Linked DNA regions of Mus musculus: region 1 is linked to region 2. The links are chromatin contacts, called in public HiChIP or PLAC-seq maps. All regions are on one chromosome and are shown on one strand. Each heading gives the region's core, a stretch centred on a gene start, on an enhancer-like site or on the middle of the called end of the contact. The rest is flanking DNA. Distances are from core to core; before and after follow the strand shown. Region 1 overlaps Kmt2c (lysine (K)-specific methyltransferase 2C). Region 2 holds the start of Galnt11 (polypeptide N-acetylgalactosaminyltransferase 11).

Region 1 (5,787 bases), core at 2,043-4,542, 53 kb after region 2:
TGGGTTGTGTTTAAGCCGTTATTCACAGTTATCACAAATTGTAAGCACAAAAAAACCTGACTGAAGAAGTAGGGATGCAACAATATAATATGAAACATTAGTTTAAATCGCCAACAGCTATAAAAGTTGTAGTTGTAGCACACGCGCTGCTGTCAGAAGTTAGGTGTAGAAAACAAGCACTAAGAGACAGTTTCCAAAAAGCCCAGGAATACCGGGGCAAAATTTTGGTTATTACATAATTATAATGGCATATTTAATAACACAAAATTATATTGTAACATCCCTACCACGGTTATAAGCACCCGAGCTGCTGCAGCGCCTGGTAGCATTTGGTCAATAACTATTTTTATACTGTTTTTCTCAAAATATTTACATATTTGTACAAAGTAACAGGGTTTGTTAGTTCTGCAGGTAACAGCAGCAGCTTGGCTTTCTTCTAACTTTTATTTAAAAATAGCTTCATTCACTTATTCAATAATAAATACAAAAAGTTTCTCTTATTTTACAGAAATCAAAAACTACAATAAACTGACTCATGGAATCAAGTATTCAAATGTATTTAGTGCAAGTTATTATCCCTTAGCTCTATCCCTAAGGAAGTCATCTCAGTACATTCCTTGATCAGTGGTGTCCACTTTAGTTAAACTGAGGGCCTGCCCCTGTCAGTAAGGCGTGGCCAGCACTCTGGACAGCCCCCTTCGCTGGTGATTTCAGTCTTACATTCATAGGAAGGCCCCCACCCTGGGGCAGGGCAGCCACCGGCTCTTTGCCCCAGTAAAAGTTTCTCCTTAGTGAGACTAACAAAACATAACAAAACAAAACCCACCCACAAGGAAACAAAAGGAAGGAAAGAAGAAAGAAAAAAGAAAAAAAAAGTGCTGGACCATTCTGTGACTCTGCTGACCTCAGTGTGCAGCAAGGCAGCCTAGCCGGCTCCTCTGTGCTGAGCATCCTTCAGACAAGGCTGAGGAATCAGAGCTCCCAGAAGCTGTTTCTTAAAAAGTCAGAAAACAAAAATATCTTTCTGTCTGCAAAATCCAATGAAGTGTTGAATCGCCTCTTCCTAGGGACGAGCCACCCGGTGAGATAGCAAGGAATGCATTCAGTTCATCCACTTCCGGCAGTTCACCGCTCCACAGTGACACGGAATCTTGTGCTGGTCATCTTCAAAGTCAAACTTATAATCATAGCAGAGCTGCCCATGGCAAACAGACAGTGTGAGACAGGGCAGTGCCCCGTTCTATCCTCTATTTCAAAACCAGCAAGCAAAACAGACACAAGCCAAAGCAACACTGAGTTTGTTTAGGTCCCATAGAACCTTGAGGCGGTGGGGTATCCCAGAGGCAAGTGAAACTACTGTTGTGGGGTGGTGATCTGGTGTGCCGAGCCTCTGACTTCTCATAGTGTCCTCTCCACCACTTTGGGTAAGATGAGGACCAGTACTCCCTCAAACCGTAGATGGCTCCTTGGTTTGGACAGAGATGAACCTGCCCTTGTCAACATCATGGCTTTCCCCTTGTCCACCTTTTCCTCTGAAGAACCTGCCTCTATTCAAAGATCCTATAGCTAACTAGAATTTGTCACCATAGAGAGATAGAACACTGCAAATCTACCATAAAAGTGATTGGGGCTATGTCCAAATCCCCGTCATTGTTTTTACTACCAACATCTGTACTTGGCCTAACATCTTTGTGACTATAACATAGAGTTTACATTGTTAATGTTTACCTCCACCAATCCCAAACCTGTCTTTAGACAGCATCTAGAACCTACCGATACCTCATGTCTCACCAATTAATGCACAAATTGAGGACTTTCTTTGGTCCTGTGGTGGCAAAAGTCAATCCCATCTTAAACTCAGTGGAACACGATGGAGTTCAGGGTGTCCTGAATCTGGTTTTTAACCATGGCTCAGGGTAAGCTAGTGTTCCCCTTAGAGAAAAAGCTGTTTGGATCAGCATTCAATGGCTGTAGAATTCTTACTCAAACTCCAGGCCACCCAACTGGGTGGCTGGAAAGCAGCATGACTCCCTCCAAGTAAGCTTTACACCCTGTTCCCTCGACCCCATAAAGCCAAGGGAGGGCAAACAGTCAATCTCTGGGTCTTTCCAACTCAAACATCAGCCACTATCTGGAAGACTGCACAGGGAGCAAAAAACTTGCAGCCACTGTGGAGCAGCTGCATTGGGAAAAGAATGCACTGCCTTCTGTTAGGTGTTTGCTGAGTAATAACAGGATTGGCAACTCTAGAGGATGCATACAAGATGACACTCAGGGGAGATACTAGGCTGCTCGGCAGGCCCTGTCCTAGTCACATAAGGATGTTCTTAATTTTAAAGGTAAGTTCTACAAAGACCAAGTAAATAGATGTGGTCTCACACTGTCTACACAAGACTAGAGCTTCATCACAGTGGGCACATCCAGGCTTCCTGACACAGCAGACTTCCCAAGAGCTTTGTATTGGACACTAACTCCAGATTTAGAGCACTACATTCAAGGTGCTGATGCCATGTGTGAAAGCCAGAGCTGGGACACGTAAATAGGACAATTAAGGATAATAACCTGAAGAGCTAGACCAAAGTCATCTCTGTGAGATACTAAGAAACAAATGTCTCGTCCTACATAAAACATTTTAAAGACAAAACAAAAACATACTATATATATATATGAATGATGTGAAATTTTCTAAGTGTGCATATGAGCAGGAACATATAGCTCCCCAAATTTGTGCCTACAGTCCTTGCAATAATATATCATGTGAATATATCAAGTCCCTGTGATTGCCAGAACTTTGACAGGAACCATCTTGAAAGGAGCTTATCAGACTGTCCAGATTAAGGGACAAAGAAAGGAGGATGCTAAGCTACTTGGTACTATATGGTGGGTTTCATGTGGCTTTATGATCTACTACAAGGAAGAAGCCGGCATTTGAATGTCTGAAGTAAGATAAACAGACGGCAAAGCCCTGGGTTGAGGCTGAGACTCTAAGAGTGATGTGATGGAAGCCGCAGTCAGGAACTGCCACACCCTGGTACAGATCTCAGCAAGCCCTTCCCCTACTTACCTCTTCTCCTTTCTGTATCCTCCGGTTGGAGCTGATGATAATCTTGTGTCCTCTCTCAAAGGTCACGACTTCAGCCACACAGTTAGGGGCACAGGAGTGGTTGATGTATCTGTGGGACACATCAGAAAACTCAGTGTGAAAACAATGAAGAGCTTCCCCTGTACAGAGGAAACTATGGCTGCTTCTCTGGATGCGTTAACAAAGCAAGTATAAAGCTCCGCTGCCCCTCCCCGAGCAAAGCCCTCTGGGCCACAGTCTCCTTCCTGCCTCACCTTGCAGGCCCTCCTGTGAGTGTGGCGTCAATCACGTGGTCATTGTCCATGCGGAACATGTACACACCCCGGTTCTAAAGAGAAGGCAGGTAGTCAGTCATCGGTGTGGTCTGAATGACTTCCCCTCACGTTCAGTCTGTGCTGGGAGCACCCTGGTCACATTCCTGGGCACCCTACCAGACACAGCTGATGCATTTGCGGTGTGTCCCACTGGCTGCCTGTGCTCAGTTTATACAGTACCTGAGACTCATAAAGCTTCTCCTTCCGGTTTGCAACCTCATTTCGAATAATTGTTCCAATGTACTCGATGACCATAGTGTGTTTTTCAATGTCTCTAGCAGCATACAGGCCCAGTCCCTAAGTGGAAGGAAAAAGGATTGTAAGTAAACATTGCAATATCCCCGACAGACCTTTAGTCTCTTCATCAAAATGCACTGCCCTTGCAGTCTTATGAAAAGCCATATTTAAGGTTTAGTTAAAAACCCTAACAACACAGCTCCTTTCAGCTTTAGCACATTACACTGTTCCCGTGTCCTTTTCTACACTGTCTTTCGGCCTGGCTTACTGCGATGACAGTGTAAGTGTTAACTGTCCTTGGATGACTGCAACTTGGATGTCCTTCCCTTCACTCTGGAAAGACACCACAGGAAGGACCTCATTACAGGCGGCCCTTAGCACTGATCATCCCTCCCACCAGCACAGCAAGCTAAGCTGCCCACTAGCGACTCCCTACACCAGCAACAGTAAGTGGATTAAGACAATCTCTACAAGTGCTATGTGGCTCGGGTGGGCAGCTGCACTCTCCACTATGCCTGCTCAATTACCACCAAGCCCCACACAGTAAGCATCCAATACAATAGGAAGAGGGAGAGGAACTATAAGGAGTATGACTACTACAAAGTTGTTTCAGATTTGACTGAGTTTCCTAGAAATAGCAGAATACAGCAAAACAGAAAACATTACTTTGTTCTAGTATCAGGAAAGGTGGGAACAATTCAGTTTTTGAAGTTCTTCCCAATAAAAAAATTCTGAGGTGAGAGAAATGTACAGGATACATTCCCAGCTCTTTTTAAATGTTTTGAAATAAGATCTCACTAAGTTGTTCAGGCAGTCCTTAAATTTGTGATCCTTCTGCCTCAGCCTCCTGAATGGCTGGGATGACAAAAAACCTGTTCAGTTGAACACACTGAAGCCTTATTTGGCAGCTTAGACTGTCCACACCAGTGCCTGGTAAATCTATACTATCTTAGAGGTGGCAGTAAACACAGATGTGGGGAAATACTTTTAAAAAAGCAAATAAATACAATGTTCACAGATAATCTGCATTTTATTGCCCTAATCTGGGTTTGTGCTTTCAATTCTGACCAGGGAAGAAACTATGGTGAAAAGGAGGGATGAAAATCAAGTCCTCCACTCATGGAATCTGCCAGAGGCTTCTCACTAGAGCGCATAGTAAGTCAACTGTGCCGGCATGTTTGCTGGTTCCAGGTGTGACTCAGATGTGAACAAATCAGAACATAAAAACAATGTGAGTGCACATCAGTGCCATCTGGGCCAGCGTAACAAGCACTCCAAACTGTGTCTGAGAACCTATGGCATGGTAATAGCAATGGCTGCAAAGGATATTGTATGCAAAATAGCATTACAATTATTGGCTGTATAATAAAATAAAGTTAAAAAAATGGAAGTTCATTGTATAGATAAAATACTAGAAGAACACAACCTAAGTGTGTATACAGAAATGATACAAACTTGTATGCTTGTCTATATAAATCCAACCAAACAAAAAAGCCAAAAAAAAAAAAAACAAAAAAAACTTTGTAAGAAAAAAAGATACTGGAGTTCTGATGGGCATGTTTCATACTGGAAGACACCTAACCCTGCAAGCTAGTACAAACTGAAATATGGACAAAGGTCATAAAACATATAATTTTCAAAAAGGCAAGTCCAAAGGCCAGTCATGAGAAGACAGCTTCACCAGCAGTCAGTGTCAGAGGCTGGAGAGATGGCTCTGTGGTTAAACTGCTTCTTTCTGTTCCAGGGGAACTGAGTTCAGTCAGCTTACAAAGCATACAGCAGCTTACAAAGCCTTTGACTCAGCTCCAGGGACCCAATGCTCTCTTTTGGCCTCTGTGGACATGCATTTTCACACAGGGTGCATATTCACATGCAGACATAAATATAAACGAGAATATATTCTTTGAGAAAGATCTCAGTGTCAGAGTATACCTACGAAGCTGACAACTGTAAAAAGGTGAGAACACCTCCTACACAAGAGAAAACCAGAATAGAGTCCCAGACTTCAGGAGGAAGCCAGCAATTACGGCCTTTTGGGAAAATATGTTATTAAAAGAAAAAGTAAATATAGTTTTAGATAGAAGCTTTACTTTTTCGATTATGCTCCATAAAACTACAACTATCAGGATGGATACAAGACTATTCCTATGGGAC
Region 2 (6,557 bases), core at 2,816-5,315:
AGTTCGAGGCCAGCCTGGTCTACAAAGTGAGTTCCAGGACAGCCAGGGCTATACAGAGAAACCCTGTCTCGAAAAAAAAAAAAGCTAAAAACAAGAAAAATGAATATGATAGATACATGCCATGTATTTAGGAGCTCTAGTTCTACACAGTACTGCAAACCAGTAAATTATAGATACACACACAACTGCCCCCACTGGGTGCATCTGTAAAGTATAGTGGTGAACAAAGAATATATATCCTGTATTCTCTTCCTATGCAATTAAAAGTGAGCAAAATTAACCTTTGAGATTAACACTCAGGAAGCAGAGAAAGATAGATCTCTATGGGTTTCAGGCCAATCTGGTCCTAGGCCTGCCAGGGCTACACAATGAGACCCCTTTTCAAAAAAAAAAAAAAGGTGGATTGGCTAGGGAGATTGCTCAGTGGTTATAGTCATCAGGGTTCTCTGGAGGAACAGAACTGATAGACTGAATATATATTCATTATATATATTGATATATATATCATTGATATGTATATCAGTTCTCTCTCCCTCTCCCTCTCCCTCTCTCTCTTAGAGTAGGTTACAGGCTGTGGTCCAGATAGTCCAACAATGGCTGTCTACCAATGGAAGATCCAAGAATCCACAACTTGTTTAATCCATGAGGCTGGATGACTGGATGTCTCAGTTGGTATTCAGTATATGCTGGAATCCTGAAGAAGTAGGTTCTAATGGCAGTAAAGGAATGAACTTGCCAGAGACAGACAGAGAGAGAGAGAGAGAGAGAGAGAGAGAGAGAGAGAGAGAGAGAGAGAGCAGGCAAAGAATGTTTTGACCTTCCTTCTTTCGTATTCTTTATTCAGACTGCCAGCAGAAGGTATAGCCCAGATTAAAGGTGGCTCTCGCACCTCAAAAGACCTGGATTAAAAGCAGGCTCTCCTACTTAAACTGATGTATTTTAGAAAGTCCCTCACAGGCGAACCTAACCATTTGGGTTTTAGTTAACTTGTTTACAATATCATCTTCTTTTTAATATCCCATGTCTTATCAAGCTTTCCTAGAAGATGGAAGATTTTAATCTTACAGAAAACGGCTAAACCCACAAGAGGAAAGAGCAATTTTATTCCAATAATGAAAATATGACCTGATGTTTGCTATCATGACCTGATCACCAAAGATTTGTTTTGTTTAGTAAAACGATTCTTTGTTTTCATTTAGGGAAACTTTTTTCTTCAAAGACCTTCTTTGACATACGTTTCCTGTGGAAATATTAGTGAGCGCGTGGAATTAAGGAAACGCCTGGGTTGCAAGTCATTCCAGTGGTATTTGGATAATATCTTTCCAGAGTTGGAGCCATTTAACACAGAGAGGAAAAGGAAAAAAAATCGTTTCTAGTTAGTGAAGGGTGAAAATGTCCCCTAATTCTTCAACATCTCGCACCACAGGACAAATCTGGAGCATCATGCAACTATGTAAAATGCAATGAAAAATACATTCAGAGTGGCCAGTCTTTCGGGAGTGCCTTTCTTGACCTCTAGTGACAATTCTTTCTCTGTTGCTCATCTGCCACTGGAGTTGTGGGCATAAGGACCTCAACAGTAGAGAAGTACGCTGTCTCACAGTTCAGATGCTGGTGTATGACTGACTGGGATAAAGTGTATTGGTTGTGATTATTTGACCAGTTCACTTGGCTGTGACAGTCCATGGGAACCTGCTCTCTGCTCTCGGAGCTTCCACCAGCCTCTTGGGCTGAAATGGTTGCCTCAGGAAAGTGTTCCCAGAGAGCCATGATTGGTGTATCGTGGCTGAGGTGAATCAAGTTCCTTTCTTGCCGCCAGTGTAAGTCGGTGACTTCCTGGCTTGGCTGGGTTCCTAAGTGTCTGATGTTCATGGCACCTTGGCAGGGTGTCTCAGGTCCCATGTGTTCCAGCCAGGTTCCCCAAGTGCTCCCACTGGCTTTTATATCCTGTGCCGCTCTTCTTTTCTGCTTCTATTTTCACATCTTTGCCCTCTGTTCTCTAGTCTGTGACCCACAGCTTTCCCAAGGCTTCTTCAATTATGTCCTGCTTTTCTCTAAGAAGCTCTGGGCCCTGCAGGGACTGGGACAGAAGCAGCTAGTCTCCTGCCTGCCGTGTCCACAGACTCCCCAATGCTAGAGAACTTCTCTGGGGTTTGGAGAATGCTATAGAGTTCACCCTAGAGAAGGTGAGTTTAAGAAGGCCAAAGAGGGGTAATTCACAAAATCTACAAAGAAAATTCTGGAAGAAACATACTGAAAGGACGAAAAAGGAGGAAATGCCTGACAGGGATGCCCCCACAGCCCATGCAGGCACAACCTACCTGCTCTCTCATCACTGCAGTGGTGTTTCTTATGGGTTCCTAGCAGGACTGAGCTCGAGGATGCTCACCGCGGTCCTGTATTTTGTAAGCTTCACCCATTTGAGGATCCTAGTAAACTGGCTAAATCTTCACTTCCACTTTGATGGATTTGAAATTACCTAGGAAACATTCCTGTTCTGGGCAGGTCTTTTTTTGTTTTGTTTTGTTTGTTTGTTTTTGAGACAGGGCTAATCTGTGTAGCCTTGGCTGTCCTGTAACTAGCTCTGTAGATCAGGTTGGCCCCAAACTCATATCCACTTGTCTCTGCTGTCCTTCCCAGTGCTGAGATAAAAGGTGTGTGGCAGCACTGCCTTGCTCTGGCCATGTCTTTGTGGTTTCCTGAGAGGTTTAGCTGAGTAAGGAAAACCTACCTGGAATGTGGGTGGCCATGGAGCAGGGATCAAATAAAAAGAAAAAAACAAAACAAAACAAAAAAACAAAACAAACCAGGTTGTAAGATGAGCACCAGCCTCTCTGGGCCTCCTGAGGGTGAAGTGTCACAGGCTACCTTAGACCTCTGCTTGCCATGGCTTACCCACCACAGCAGAGGCTGTACCTCACACTGTGGCCAAAATAAACCCTTAAGTAGTTTCTGTCAGGAACGTTGTCACACATACAGGAACAATAGCAGACACATGGTTATGGCATGACAATGCTTCTGTTCTATTGCCCTCTCGTGAGAGAGTCATCCCTTAAACAACCATGAGTTCCCGTTAAGATGCTGTGTGGACAAGAATGGGAACTATGAAAAATGCTTTCTTTGGCATTGAGCAGCAACTGTTTGACTGAGGGCAATGGCCATGGAAGGACACAGATAAGGGCCATCAGGATTTCAGCCTTAAGGATAGACCTAGGTAACCTCACAGAGCATCCTACAGCCTCACAATACTAGTAAGTATTTGGCAGGGCCACATATGAGTTAATTTTGTGCCACTGTGTTGACAACTTAAAGGGAAAAGAGTTATTTTGGTTCATGGTTACTGAGGGTTTATTGCATGGTTGCTTGGCCATCGCATTTGAGCAGAACATCAGGATGACAGCAGTATATGGGGTAGGTTATTTACTTCATGATGGGCAGGAAGCCAGAAGGAGACTTGGACAATTGGACCAGGTAAGACCCTCGGACATCCCTGATCCTTCTCCCTCTAGATTGACCCCCACCTCCAAAAAGTTTCTACAATCTTTGGCAATTGCACCACCAGCAGGCACCAAGCTCCACATAAGCCCCAGTGGGGCATTTCAAGTCAAAGTCGGTCACCACAGCCAGTTAATGCAGGAGGGAAGTATCCTGGGTTAATGCTAGCTAGAACAATTTATTGGTTCAGGAGATGCTGCTTTCTTAAAAATAAGGGACGCAGAATTTTCTCCTTACATATGTCCCATTGCTCTACCAGACATCACGGATTTAAAAAAAAAAAGTCTTGGCTGAATAGCATGGTGAGATAACAGGATTAATATAGATACCCGTCAATGTAAAGCAGCATTAATGGACCAACTACCAAAACCTTACCATTCTGTTTGATCTGCTAAATTTCCTCACATTCTCTCCAAGAAAAAGTCGTCCCCTCATCTAAGCTTCTCTCTGGAGTGAACTTCACTAAGGCCCTATGGGACAGAGCTCAGCTCCACACTGGGCGGGGAGGAGCCCGGGCCTCGTGACGCCAGGCCGCGGGCGGTGACGTCATCCTCGGAGGCGAGGGCGTGCGTGCGGTGACGCGTGCCGTGACGCGAGGGCTCCGCAAGGCTGCGTGTCGTGGGCCGCGTCGCGCGCCGCGGCTCGTGCGGCTCGGCCCGGGCTGTGGCGGGAGCGGAGATGCCGCAGCCCGTGCCCTGGAGCGCCGCTATCCCGGCCTGCGGGTGTCGCGGTGAGTAGCCGGCCCGCGGCGCTTGACCCCGCGCGGCCTACGTCGGCGCCTGAGCGTGGGCTGCGGCCTGAAGGGACGCGGCTGCTGGAGCAGGCTTGGTGGCCTGGGAGGCCAGAGCTGCTTCCGGATTCAACAGCAGTGATGGGTACTGCGCATGGCCGTTCTCTCGGTGGCCGTAACCTCCAGCCAGTGTTGTGATTTACTAGAAAAAAATACCGATTTTATCTTTATTGCTGTTATTACGGTCAGGATTTAGACCGCGTCGGTACAGGAGGCTGGAAGACAGAAAGGATGCATGTTTCTTTGCAGTATGCTTGTTAAAAAAATTACCTTTTATGGTTTTCGTACACCCCAAACTAGTGCTTTAAATATAAATATAGGAAGACCCGCCACCTGTCTGTCAGATCTTGTCCTTTTACTTTGAGAGCCATCATGTTGGTTGGTTGCTTATCTTCAAACAAAAAATGAGACCCTGGAGACGCTTTCTAGTCCGTGGGCCCAACAAAACAGTTACTTCAAACTTATTTCTTCTTTTATTTGAAATAATGCTTTAAGAAAAACAGGAAGTAAGCCTTTCTTACCCTCAGCATGTGCCTGCCACGGAGCTCTGCAACTGAAATGTCACCATACCGTAGTCTATAGTTTTCATTTGATGGCCCTGGAATCAAATCTCTAACATTTCTGTGCTGTTTCTTGCCAGGTTTCTTAACAATTTTATATTACTATTTTTCTTGTGAAGTATAATTAACATGAAGTTTATTGATTATTTTACTAGTATAGTTGAATGGCATCGGGTACATTCACAGTGTTGTCTTAACAGGCAGTGCCATATATTTCCAAAATCAATCACTCAGGACAGACATTATAACATAGGGCAGGGACTCCTGCTCTTCTTCAGTCTCTCAGTTTACCTGGTTTAGATACTTCATTTGAATTGGAATCCATGGTCTTTCCTTTATCTGTATCTGTTTGAGGCTATTCTTGGTTGTCAACTTGACAACCAAAAATGGCTAGACACAACTGTGAGAGATTTTTGCTGAATTAAATCATTTGAAGTGGGGAGAGCATTTCTAATCTGTATCTTTGAGGTGGGAAGATCCACCTTTAATCTAAGGCCACACCTTCTGCTGGCAGCCTTTACAAAGGCTATGGAATAAGGAAGCCCCCTCTTTGCCTGCTTGCTCTCACCCATACTTGAAAGTCCATATTCCTTCACTGGCATTAGAGCCTGTTTGTATGCTGGATTCCAGTGTATGCTGAAGAACAGCCGAGACTTCCAGCTTTGTGGATGAGCAACTAGATTCTTGGACTTGACATCAGTAGACGGCCATTGTTGGACTTGCGGGAGTACTCTAATAAATCCCCCCTCTCTCTATATGGAGAAATCCATTCTATAATTTCTGTTACTCTAGAGAATCCTGGCAAATAGTTTCTCTGCTTTCTGTCTTTGGAATGTCTATGGAAGGTTTGAATTGCTTAGTTCGTGTTTGAAAAGCACTGACTGCTGAGTCTGATGGCTCCACTTGTCTGGCTTGGTCTCCAGTGACCTTTATGGCCTTTCATATTGCTTGTCAGCACATCTTCTGGATGTACCTTGGAACCCTTCTTCTTTTTTTTTTTTTAATTTTTTACTAGGTATTTAGCTCATTTACATTTCCAATGCTATCCCAAAAGTCCCCCATACCCACCCACTCCCCCTTTTTGGCCCTGGCATTCCCCTCTACTGGGGCATATAAAGTTTGCAAGTCCAACGGGCCTCTTTTTCCAGTGATGGCCGCTTAGGTCATCTTTTGATACATATGCAGCTAAAGACAAGAGCTCCAGGGTACTGGTTAGTTCATAATGTTGTTCCACCTATAGGGTTGCAGATCTCTTTAGCTCCTTGGGTAATTTCTCTAGCTCCTCCATTGGGGGCCCTGTGTTCCATCCTTGGAACCCTTCGGAAGTCTTTTCCTAGGTTCTTCTCCAAAGTTCCCAGTGTCCCAGAGGATCTGTTCAGTATCTGTTCTCTGCACCTGCTCTTCCTTTGTTACGTAAACCTGCTCTGCATTGGTTTCTCTGTAGCTTCAGCTACAGTTCCCGTGTGTCTTAAGTTTCTGTGTGAAGCCTGGGTTCCAATGTGAAGGCATTGCCCTATCTTCAATGTACCAGCTCACCTCTGACCCTTGTTCTGGGTCATCAAGACTTGAAAGCTTGGTGCTATAGCCTCTTCTTCCTTAGGTGACGCCATTCATGCTGACCAGTATAGGTAGTTAGTTGGTCTTTGTTTTACCTTCCCCACTCAGTTTCACAGCCCAAGGTCAAGCCAAGATGGCTTCTCCTTGTGATTGTT

The links. HiChIP or PLAC-seq counts read pairs in DNA pulled down with a chosen protein or histone mark.
Region 1: an H3K27ac HiChIP or PLAC-seq map of embryonic stem cells shows a contact between it and region 2, with 4 times the contacts expected there. The contact joins the enhancer-like site here to the promoter of Galnt11 in region 2. A contact is called at or near these places in 5 of 39 promoter capture datasets (embryonic stem cells, epiblast stem cells, liver and 2 more), 1 of 484 Hi-C or Micro-C datasets (liver), 6 of 115 datasets of contacts at active chromatin or transcription factors (embryonic stem cells, intestinal villus epithelium and stem cell-derived neural progenitor cells) and 4 of 9 other capture datasets (adipose tissue, embryonic stem cells, liver and 1 more).

Annotation. Positions count from the first base shown.
Region 1 is chr5:25,272,564-25,278,350 of GRCm38.p6, forward strand. Kmt2c (lysine (K)-specific methyltransferase 2C) reads right to left here. Exons shown (of 59, transcript NM_001081383.2): 56 at 3,577-3,693; 57 at 3,337-3,410; 58 at 3,065-3,173; 59 at 1-1,195. The coding sequence ends at 1,103. Among named protein-coding and RNA genes, the nearest start is that of Galnt11, 53 kb to the left of the region's middle. Within about 2 kb of position 3,293, at least 10 of the 459 cell types and tissues checked have an H3K27ac peak or open chromatin away from gene starts, as enhancers often do. A contact at or near this core is called in embryonic stem cells and trophoblast stem cells, where this site is marked.
Region 2 is chr5:25,218,807-25,225,363 of GRCm38.p6, forward strand. It overlaps Galnt11 (polypeptide N-acetylgalactosaminyltransferase 11), which reads left to right and starts at 4,066. Exons shown (of 12, transcript NM_144908.4): 1 at 4,066-4,225. It overlaps Galntl5 (UDP-N-acetyl-alpha-D-galactosamine:polypeptide N-acetylgalactosaminyltransferase-like 5), which reads left to right. Exons shown (of 9, transcript NM_026449.3): 9 at 1,200-1,483. The coding sequence ends at 1,376.